2 separate regions of the Ovis aries genome follow, and region 1 is linked to region 2. Evidence: chromatin contacts called from public Hi-C data. All regions are on one chromosome and are shown on one strand. Each heading gives the region's core, a stretch centred on a gene start, on an enhancer-like site or on the middle of the called end of the contact. The rest is flanking DNA. Distances are from core to core; before and after follow the strand shown.

Region 1 (5,768 bases), core at 2,185-4,684, 94 kb after region 2:
CACGTGGCGCTGGCCGAGCCGGCCTTTGTGCGGCGCGACCGCCCCACCGCCCCGGGGAGGCGGCAGCTATTGTTCCCCGCGGGGGTGGGAGGCTCTCCGACTCGGGGTCCACGCCGGCCCTCTCTCCAGTGTGCCCCCAGGTTCGAGCCTGGGTGGGAGCCTCCTCTGTGTGTTTTTGCCGGCGACGGAGATGGCATCGTTGCTGCCCCAAGGGGTTAGCAGACGCGGGTGAAAGAGGTCAGTTCTGGCTCTGCCACTGCCTGGAGTTCAACCCAACCGACCCACTTTCCCGGTCCTTTGGCCCTCAGGCCCTTGTGGAGATGGGGGTGTGTGGCATTTTAGGGCAGCTTCCCTACCAGCAGAGCCATCAGAAGGCCTTCTGCCTGTCTCCTGATAAGTCAGGGACTCTCGTCGCCTCCTTCAAAAAGGCCTTGGTCCAACAGGCACTCTTAGACAGATTTTAGCCCGGCTTCCCCACCTAAAACACTGCCTCTGTGCCAGGGTTCTCCATGCATCCTGATTTCTATCAAGATCTCCTCTTTGGGCTCTTACTAATGTTAAAATCCTATTCTCATGATTTTCCAGATTTTACTCTTCCATATAAAATGACCCCAACTAGATATAGGAACCATTCAAGAGACTTACCTCTGGAGGAGGAAATGGCAACCCACTCCAATATTCTTGCCTGGGAAATCCCATGGACAGAGGAGCCTGAGAGGCTACAGTCCACAGAGTAGCAAAGAGTCACGACTGAGCAATGAGCAGGAAGAAGAGATTTTACCACAAGATCTGGGACAAGACTTGTGTAGTATCTCCCACCAGGCTGATCTTCTGGGAACCCATCACCTGCTTCTACTGCACATGACTGGACATCCATTAACCTTGGCTCTTCATGTGTGGAAACCTTTTGTTTACTGTGCTTCAGAAGGCTGGGCCTGGCCTGAAAATGGATCTTTGAATTGTCTTTGTACTTTCCCAACTTGCCAAGGTGAGTATGAGACCTGAATGAAATGTTTAGGCATGGGTTTTGGGCCAGGCATATAATAATAAATGCATTTGGGCAACTCTGGGCACCCAAAATAAAGGGCTTTGTAGCTGGAGTAGAAGACAAGGGAGCAGTGATAACTAAGATTTCATCCTCTGTAATGATCTTCTCTACCACCAGCATCACCAATGCAGTAAGTGCACAGGATTCATCTACCCTGTTTGTTCTCTCCATCCAGACCCTTCTACAAGAGAGCTCCACGAAAGCCAGTTCTCAGAGGTGCTGTGGGTGCAGCTGGCGACTCAGCCTCACTTCCCTGTGCCTGAAGTGTCAAGGAATAGGCCTGCTCACCCAAGCCATAGCTACATCCCCTCTCTAGAAAGTTGCAGTGCCCTGAAGTAATCAGACTATAGGCCTGTGGGAACTGGAGCCTTCTGTCTCTTTTTATTTACTTAATATGAACTGCTGTTCATCTTGTTCTTTTCCTACAGTTTCTGAAAGAAGGACCAGAGTAATGCCAAGAGTTGCCAGATGAAGAGGACCTTCCTGGATTCTGTAACTGGGATTAACCCATTCTTGACTTCAGGAGGCAGTTTCAACTAATTCTCAGGATAAAGTCTAAACAGGCCTGGGATGTCCCTTGAATATCCATGGTGTAAACAGGCTTCTGGCTCCCCCAGGTCAAGAAGAGAAACACTTTTTTAGAATGTTGGGTTTCTCCTTTGTTATTCATACACCCACACTTCACTCTCCTTAATGAAAAACCTCAACAGATGGGGAGCCTAGGTGCTCAAGCCTGCTGGCTGAGATCACTTCACTCAAGGGTCAGTTGGCCAGTACAGAATGGGGGAGGGAGAGGGATGAGTAACTACTATGGTTAATTACCACCTTTAAAGTACTCCTTACAGATACAAATTTTAAAAATGCTTTTCAGCAAGGTTAGCAGCCTCTGGGGCCTGGGAAACCAATTTCGCTGATGCGTCTCTGATAGGGACTAAGCTTGCGGATGCACCAAGGGGCAAGCACTTGCTCTGTATTCTCTCCCTCTCTTATTTGGAAGCCTCTACAAAGAAATGGTACAAATGGATAGTTAACAAATGATTCCATCTGAGAAGGATTTTTCTCTGTGAGGTCCTTAGATAAGGCTGAGGTCTGAAAGCCAGGAGGGTGAATGCCTTATCGCCCTTTCTTGCCACCTTTCCTCTGCAACTTCCCTATCCCCTTGGCTAACTCAGTAGGGTTTTCTCACTCCACTGCAGGCTGGGTCTTGAGTTTCTCTTTGGTAGCCAGGGCAGGGTCTCCTTGTCCCTAAATCTTTTCCCACCCCCAGCTCTCATTCTGCAGCTGATCATTCCAGCTACTTCATCTCAACCCTGCTTTAATTCACGTTTGATTGGCAAGACAGACCAGGGGGCTCCCAAATGACTTCCACCCCCATCCGTAGGCCTGGGCTTGGAGCCCTGACCCCTTTCTTCTGGTCCCAGGAGAATCGCCCACAACCTCCCTGATAAGACCTCCCTCCAATGGGTCTAAGTAAGGGGGGCGGGGGGAGGCAGAACCGGCCACGGCCAGAGCCAAAGAACCATTTCCTGCTCTTGGGCAAAGGGGTTAACCTCCCCAGCCCAAGGCCCGCAGCGAGGCCGGCCCCTCCCCGCCGGCGGGTGTCGGACGCCTTGCCGCCTTTGTGCGGCCTCCCCGCCGCGGGGCCCGTGGGAAGCCGCACTCGCAATGGCGCCGCTGCTCCCGGAAGGCCCGCTACTGCGGGCCCCCTCGACCCAGCAGCGCTCGGCGGCGAGGGGCCAGCAGGCAGCCTCCTCGAGGCCGTGGTGAGCTCCCAACGGAGCCCGCGCGCCGCTCCCGGGAAGAAGCCTCGGTCTGGAGTGGCGGTGTCCTTCCGCTGCAGACGCGCCCCTTCCCGCTGCAGGTCCTCCGCGGGAGAAGGAGCGGCCTGGGCCTGGGGCGCCATTGCGGGCCCGCGCTCCCCTCCCCCACCGTCCTTTCTCTGCCTTCCAGAGACCCGAGAAGGGGGAGGCGGGCGCCTCCGCCGATAGAGCAGCTATTGTGACCTTCTCTCGCGGAGCGGGAACCCAGCCGGCTGCGTACCGCCGGCGGTGGTGGGGGAGGAGACTGCGCAAATCTCGGGCTGCGGCGGGGGTGGCAGTGGGAAATAAATAAAGCTTTGCAACCTCGGGCAGTTGGACCCTTCAGAGGGTGTTTGGTTGTGTTTAGACTCTGGTGCTTCCTAACACTAATTGCAGGCTCAAAAAGAGCAGAATTTATGGCGAAGGACAAGGCAGCTTGTTTATAATTCATGCAGTTTTAAATGGCTGTGCGCGGGCTCCGCTCTCGCCCTGGCTGGCGGCCGCGCGGGAAGGGCCTTCCCAAGACTGGCCGCCGCCCCCACTCGCTCCGGGAGCGACCGAGTGTGGTCATCACATGACGCTCACGCCAGGGGCAGGAACACATCTATTCGAGTCGCTCCCGGAAGCCTCGGGGAACCTTTTCCAGAGGTGGGAGAGGACTCCCACTCTGCTAGTGAGGGTGTGCTTTGGGGCGGCTGCAGCTGCTTGGAGAGGGAGCTCCCAACCCCGCGCTTCTTTGGAGCCTGAGTGGGAGAGGAGGCTGATGTCAACCGGGCCAGACACCGTTTAAAATCTAATCCATGAAACCCTAAGCCGCAGATGACACTTGGGGCCTTGCAGACACCCGCAGACTCAGCAGATACTCCTGCGGTAACACACCGCGCTGGAAAACGCCTGGAGCCGTGATGCATTATGTATTTTTATTATTATTTATGGTAGGAAGAGGAGATGAGGGGAAAACCGGGCTGAATCTAAACAGCCTGACAATTCATCTATTTAATATTTAGCCAGTTAAGAAAGGTTGTTGTAATCCCTGCAAGGCAGCAAGCTCTCCTTTGATTTCCCTAATAGCTTTAAAAAATAATTTCTTACAAGACAATTAGAAATTCTGCCTATGGATGCAAATTTCATAGAAAAACAATTTTAAGCCTTGAACGTGGGTAAAATATCCCTTCGGTTGAAGTCATTTATTCTTTTGATACACTTCTACAACATGTATACTTTAAACCTGCTCAGATAAAGTGAAATTTAGCAAAAAGGATAATTCCCTCCCGCCCCCAATCTAACATGCCATTTTAAAAACAGCACAAAGGAACAAGGAAACTAAATATTATTTTGAGCCATAATTATTTAGCGAAACACAAACATCCAAATAGAAACGATTGTTGTTCCACCAGAAGATTAGAAGTTAAATGATTTCCACACAATAGAAATTTCACCTCGTGTCACCGGGGATGTAGTAGGAGTTGCATTATTTGTCAAATCAAATAGAGATGCGTGGGCCGACTTTGCTGAAATACAAAAGAACCGAACCTTATCTGAAGGCGTTTTCCGAGTGCCTCCTCCTAGAGAAGCCGGTCTAAGCAGTCTGCCCCAGTTAAAACCACGCTAATATTTACAAAACGGTTATAAATCCTCGAAGACATTTTGCCCATTTTGTACAAAGAAACAGGAGTAAACAAAGTGTTTATACTTAGTATGTTCCATTAATGAAACTTTTATTACTTTACATCGTGGGGAACGTTTGTTTTCTTTAGAAATGAACCACTGATTTCTATAAGGAAAAAATCGTGAGGGCATTTCCGACAGAAAAAGCTTAGGTGCATGGCTTCAAATGATCGTTTCTTTTTCTGCATCTCAGCTTTTTCATTGTTCAATTCTTCTTATGACTTCTCTTGTATCTTTTCTTTGATTGTCAGTTTTCTTTCAAAGTTTTTTTTAACTACTTAATGCAGAAAAGTGAGCTCTGGCCTCCCCAATGTAAGTGCAACCTAAAAAGGTGGATCTGTATCTAGAAAGAGGGCGGTAGAAACAGTAAAACAGGCAGCAGAGAAACACCCTACCCAGATCATCCCACCCAGAACATTTCTAGGTTTGCATCTTCAGATATTGCACCCTCTGAAGTCAATAGCTAGAAAATAATCAAGTATTCCCCAGAACCAATTTGTGTACTAGATTCCAAGTAAGTGGAAACAACCTTTCACAGGGTTAGCCTGGGGGGGGGGGGGGGGGGCGGGGTTCCTCTGGGATTGTGCACAAGATAAAGGCAGAGAGACCTACTTGCAAGTGTGGGTGATTAACACAGATACACTTCCGACTGAGAAATTTTTTATTCTAAATATTTGTTCAAATAGTACCAGACAATTTGAAATCAATAAACTGTGGCGAGGGCTGTGGCTGTTGGGGAAAGAATAACGAGTGTCGTGCCACGCCATGGGGCCGCCTGACTCTACCCGTGAAGGACAATTTGCGGTCTTAATCCTTTACAACTACAAACACCAGCCACGGTTACAACTGTTCAAAACTACTCTCTCAACTAGTTTAGAGCAAGGGGACTAAAGAGGTGATATGTGGCCCCCCGCGGCCCGGGAGCGCGTTCCTAAACTCGGCTGGAGAACTCTACGAATATACACATAAATACATTAAGACGAGGATAAATAATCAGGAAAACGAAATGACTCGCTTCAAATAATAAATACAGATCGTTGAGTCCGATGCAATTCTTATGGGACGGGAAGAAGCATATAAATTAAGGTCTCCGCAACTAAACTAGACGCGGGCTAGGCCCGGACCCTCTGCGAGGCGCGCCGCCGATGGATCTCAGACTTACCTTCGGGACACCATTACCAGATTAGAGTCCCTCGGTCCGCAGTATGTGGCACTGTCGGGTTTAACAGCGGAGAATCCTTGCGGCTGATTTA
Region 2 (5,932 bases), core at 1,437-3,936:
CATTTAAATAAATATTGCTATGTTAAGTTCCCCAAAACCAGCTGTTTCTTACAGACTCCCCAATACTTTGAGGACAACTGTTTTCCCCATGCCAGAGTCAGTACTAAAATTTATCATATTCATTTCTGCCCATCTGACTGGGTGGAAATTAGTGATGGAGGGCATCTTTTCGTATGTTCACTGCTGATTTGCATTTCCCCTTTAGTAAACTGCCTGTTCTTATCCTTTATCTTTGATTCTGTTGGTCTGCCTTTTTCTTATTAATTTGTAGAAACTTATGTGCCTCATCGTACGAAGCTTTTAAAATGTATCTGCAAAAATTCTGTTAATTTTTTCTTCCATGCACTCTGAACTCTGGGTCTTGCTTAGGCATTCTACACTGCTGCTGCTGCTGCTGCTAAGTTGCTTCAGTCGTGTCTGACTCTGTGCGACCCCATAGATGGCAGCCCACCAGGCTCCCCTGTCCCTGGGATTCTCCAGGCAAGAACACTGGAGTGGGTTGCCATTTCCTTCTCCAATGCATGAAAGTGAAAAGTGAAAGTGAAGTCGCTCAGTCATGTCTGACTCTTTGCGACCCCATGGACTGCAGCCTACCAGGCTCCTCCATCCATGGGATTTTCCAGGCAAGATTACTGGAGTGGGTTGCCATTGCCTTCTCCGCATCCTACACTATATCACCTATATTTTTCCTAATTATTTTATTACAATTTGGTTTTTGTTCTTATTTTACACTTAAATTTTTAATCCATCTAGAATTTATTCTTGCAGTGTCATAACTTAGGAGCTGTCCCAACACCACTTATTGAATTATCCATCTATAAATGCCTCCTCCTAGAGTGATCACCCCAAATAGCTAAGATGGCTGCTGCTGCTGCTGCTGCTAAGTTACTTCAGTCGTGTCTGACTCTGTGCGACCCCATCGACGGCAGCCCACCAGGCTCCCCCGTCCCTGGGATTCTCCAGGCAAGAACACTGGAGTGGCGTGCCATTTCCTTCTCCAATGCATGAAAGTGAAAAATGAAAGTGAAGTCACTCAGTCATGTCTGACTCTTCGCGATCCCATGGACTACAGCCAACCAGGCTCCTCCATCCATGGGATTTTCCAGGCTAAGATGGCAGACTGATCAAATTCATAGAAACTCCTAAATTTCAGTAATTGAAGTAAAATTTCAGATTGATTAAAAGATATTCATTTCTTCCTTAAGAAATCACACATTAGGGAACATGCATACTGTATACCAGTATCAGCATACATTATGAAATATTTTAATATGGTATTAATATATTAAATATTATATATTTAATATATTAAATATTAAATATATGAAATATTTTAATATAGTCATCTACATTCATGATCTAACTTTTTAAAAAACATGAACAGTAAAAACAAATAATCATTGCTTGAAATCTCAAGATTGATTATTCATTGATTCAGGTCACTTCTTGAGCACCGACAGGTCCTCAAGATACTAGAAACAATGTAAGTATCATTTCTGCCTTCAAGAAGCTTGCAATCTAGTGGGAGCTTCCCTCACTTTTAGAAGACAATGTTTTTGAGTGAGAAAAAGAAAAAGGAAATGAATTTTAACAAAGATGTAATGAAAAACATTTTGGCAAATTCCATGACATTCAATACTTTCCATTTCAAAAATACTACCTTATTGCAAAGGTACCTAAGTATCCTGGGTAACTAAATATTTACTGTACTCAATGAAAATACTTCTAGGACGTTTAAGACTAACTCCATTTAAAGATTAACCCATCAACCTATACCTACAATAATCTCTCACTTTCTCAACAATATTTACTATCTTTCACTACAGTAAATAAGAACCTCGATAACAGAAATATATTCAATAACAGAAATTTTCAAAATATACTGTAACTCTATTTACAACAGTCATATTCAGTCCATCATGTCAAAGGTGTTTCAAAAAATTCATGCAGTCTTTAAAATGTGTCAGTGAATGCTGAAGACCTAGCAAATGGCAATACTGTGCTGCTCTGAGATGAAACTTCATTGGCCTCTCAAATGACAATGGCGACTCATTAGTGACATGCACCTTGAACTTCAGGTCCCACACCGAGGCTGCCCCCATACTTAACTCTGAAGCTCTCGGATATGGCCACGCCCCTCACCTTAATTCCAGCCCACAGCGTTCTCCACTTATCCCAACACCTCCAGACCCAATGGGTAGCTGGACAAAGCACTGCCCAGGAAAAACGCATGGGATTTCCACTCCTCCAGGCTGACCTTAGCCACGTTTCTCCCCGTTTTCTCATCCAGGAGATGGTAGTCAGTGCCCGCCTCTATCCCGAAGCTTGGGTTCAGCGTCTAATGCTGCAAGGCTGGAGGAAAGCTGCAGTGCTTAAAGCCGCACTGCTCCCTACGACTACCCCACGCCGGCCCCCGCCTCCGTCCGGGTCCGCGGCCACACACGCTACCTGCGATCTGGGAGACTAAGGCTTCCGCAACTAGAGACATGTCGGCTGGGCGGCCCTGCGCCCGCAGTTCCTGCTCCCCGAGATCCTCAGCGAACTCCCGCGCAACCCCGGAGGCTCCGGGCACCTAACAGGCCTGACTCCGGCTGACGCTCGGATTCCCAAAGCCCACCCCCGCGGCGACTGCGGCGGCAGCACCACCGGCTGAGACTCCAAGGTTACCGCCAGGCCTGGCCAGGAACTTCCGGCGCAGCTGACAGCGGCGCGCGAGCGCTTCCGCCGGCCCCGCCTCCGCCTTCTTTGGCATTTCCTGTCCCCGGGCTCCCGGCCGCTGGGGGCCACCCCGGGAAGGGTGAGGGAGAAGGGAAGAGTATCTGATTCCCGACTCTGGCGTACAGCGTGGGCGGGTGTACCCCAGAAGTTTTCAGTTTCCTTTCCAAGCGAAATTTTTGTAAGCAAATAAGTTTTGGTTTTTTTTTAAGTGATTTCAAACAAGAGGCAGCTCATGATTCTATGTGCTCAATCACTTAGTCGTATCCGACTCTTTGCAACCCCATTAGCTGTAGCCCGCCAGGCTCCTTTGTCCATGGGATTTTCCAGACAAGAATACTGGAGTGGGTTGCCATTTCCTTTAAATTTTATGTTTGTACAATTTTTAAAGGTTAAACTCCATTTGCATTACAAAATATTACCTATATCCCTGTGTCCTGCTTATCCCCTGTAGCTTATCTTGCATCCAGTAGTTTGTACCTCCCACACTCCCACTCGTGTATTGCCCCTTCCTCCTCCTCACTTGTAACCATTAATTTGTTTTCTCTATTTGTCTTTTTGTTGTTGTTGTTGTTATATTCACTACTTTGTTGTATTTTTTAGATTCCACGTATTACTGTAGCATTCCTAAGCGTCCACTGAATACCAGACTTAAAATATATATACAGTATTCTATTTCATTTCATCCTCTAAACAACCGGGTGAGATCTTATTGCCCTTTTACAGGTAAAGAAACAGGCTTAGGAAGGTTAAACTGCCTTCCCAGGGAGTCCACTCAAGCCCAGATTTCAAATCCACATTAATTTCCTTTATTCAGCTACTGTTGATTGGTCCATGGACAGACATTGTTTAATTATTTCTTTACTCAACCATGCTTGCCAGAGAGAAAGTAGCTGAAGCAAATAAGAAAGTGAAAGTCACTCAGTCTTGTTGGACTCTTTGCAACCGGGTGGACTATACAGTCCATGGAATTCTCCAGCCCAGAATGCTGGAGAATGGCTCCAGCCATTCTCTTCTCCAAGGGATCTTCCCAACCCAGGGATCGAACCCAGGCCTCCAGCGTTGCAGGCGGATTCTTTACCAGCTGAGCCACCAGGGAAGCCTGAGGCTTAAAAACATAAGTGGTTTGCCCAAGGTCACAATATATAGGTACACTGTATATACATCCATACAAAGAGATATTATTCAGCCCTAGAAAATAATGAAATACTGCCATTGCAACAACATAGATGGACCTTGAGGGCATTATCCTAACAAATAGGTCAGAGAAAGACAAATACCATGTGATCTCACTTATACATGAAAAAAAAAAAAACAGAAGAAATGAAAGCTTATAGTTACAAAGAACAGATTGGTGGGTGACAGAGGCAGGGTGTAAGAAATAAAAAGGTACAAACTTCTCTAGTTATAAAATAAGTCAAGAGTATATAATGTACAGCACAGCAATACATGATACAGTAATAATGTGCTGCATATTTAAAAGTTGCTAAGAGAATAAATCCTACAAGTTTACATCACAAGAAATACTTCTGTAACTATGTGAAGTGAAGTCGCTCAGTCGTGTCCAACTCTTTGGAGACCCCATGGACTGTAGCCTACAAGGCTTCTCTGTCCATGGAATTTTCCAGGCAAGAGTACTGGAGTAGGTTGCCATTTCCTTCTTCAGGGGATCTTCCCCCCGACCCCGGCCCGCCCCGGGGATCGAACCCAGGTCTCCCACATTGCAGGCAGATGCTTTACCGTCTGAGCCACCAGGGAAACCCACTGTAACTACGCAGAATAACAAATGTTAACTAGATGCATTGTGGTGATCATTTCACAATACATACAAATTTTGAATCTCTATGCTGTACATCTGAAACTAGTATAATGTTGCATGTCAATCATAGAGCTTGCTACGTAGCTAGGACGGTAAAGAATCTGCCTTCAATTCAGGAGACCAGGGTTTGCCCCTTGGGTTGGGAAGATGCTGTGGAGAAAGGAATGGCAACCCACTTCAGTATTCTTACCTGGAGAATCCCATGGACAGAGAAGCCTGGTGGGCTATAGTCCACGAGGTTGCAAAGAGTCAGACACAACTGATCAACTAACACTACTACTACGTCAATCATACCTCAATAAAAATAATCACGGTAAATTTAAAAGTCAGATAGCTTACTAAGTTTCTGCAAAGAAACATGATGTTCTGAGAATTACTGTCCATGACATTTAGAAAGCAATGTCTTCTTTCTTTATGCTTCTATAGCTCTATTACAGTTTTTGGTCCATAGTTCTACTTCTTTAACTAGTATATTAGTTTCATAACATGTAACCATAAATTGAGTGGCTAAAAACAATAGAAATTTATTCTCTCAAATATGTGGAGGCTAGAAGTCTGAAATCAGGGTGTCATCAGAACCATGCTTTCTCTCCAAGCTGCCGAGAAGAATTCTTCCCTGCTTCTTTGTAGCTTTTGGGGGTTGTCAGCTATCCTTGGCCTACTCTGGCTTGTAGACATATCACTCAAATCTCTGCCCCACATCATCATATGCATTTTTGCTGCGTGTCTCAGTTCAGTTCGGTAACACAGTCGTGTCCGACTCTGCGACCCCATGGACTGCAGCACACCAGGCTTCCCCGTCCATTACCACCTCCCAAAGCTTGCTCAAACTCATGTCCAACAAGTCAGTGATGCCATGCAACCACCTCATCCTCTGTCATCCCCTTCTCCTTCTGCCTTCAATATTTCCCAGCATCAGGGTCTTTTCAAATGAGTCAGTTCTTTGCATCAGGTGGCCAAAGGATTGGAGTTTCAGCTTCAGCATCAGTCCTTCCAATGAATATTTAGGACTAATTTCCTTTAGGATGGACTGGTTGGATCTCCTTGCAGTCCACGGGACTCTCAAGAGTCTTCTCCAACACCACAGTTCAAAAGCATCAATTCTTCTGCACTAAGCTTTCTTTATAGTCCAACTCTCACATCCATACATGACTACTGGAAAAACCATAGCTTTGACTAGACGGAATTTCTTGGCAAAGTAATGTCTCTGGTTTTTAATAGGCTGTCTAGGTTTGTCATAGCTTTTCTTCCAAGGAGAAAGCATCTTAATTTTATGGCTGCAGTCACCATCTGCAATGATTTTGGAGCCCAAGAAAATAAAGTGTGTCACTGTTTCCATTGTTCCCCCATCTATTTGTCATGAAGTGGTGGGACTGGATACCATGATCTTAGTTTTCT

Evidence for each region. A called contact is a pair of places that touch in the nucleus more often than the background predicts.
Region 1: a Hi-C map of hypothalamus shows a contact between it and region 2, with 2.0 times the contacts expected there. The contact joins the enhancer-like site here to the promoter of MTX2 in region 2. A contact is called at or near these places in 2 of 16 Hi-C or Micro-C datasets (hypothalamus and skin fibroblasts).

Annotation. Positions count from the first base shown.
Region 1 is chr2:133,958,812-133,964,579 of ARS-UI_Ramb_v3.0, forward strand. HOXD3 (homeobox D3) reads right to left here. Exons shown (of 5, transcript XM_060411097.1): 4 at 1-5,768. Among named protein-coding and RNA genes, the nearest start is that of HOXD1, 12 kb to the left of the region's middle. Within about 2 kb of position 3,435, at least 19 of the 54 cell types and tissues checked have an H3K27ac peak or open chromatin away from gene starts, as enhancers often do. A contact at or near this core is called in hypothalamus, where this site is marked.
Region 2 is chr2:133,865,366-133,871,297 of ARS-UI_Ramb_v3.0, forward strand. MTX2 (metaxin 2) reads right to left here and starts at 2,687. Exons shown (of 12, transcript XM_060409738.1): 1 at 2,449-2,687.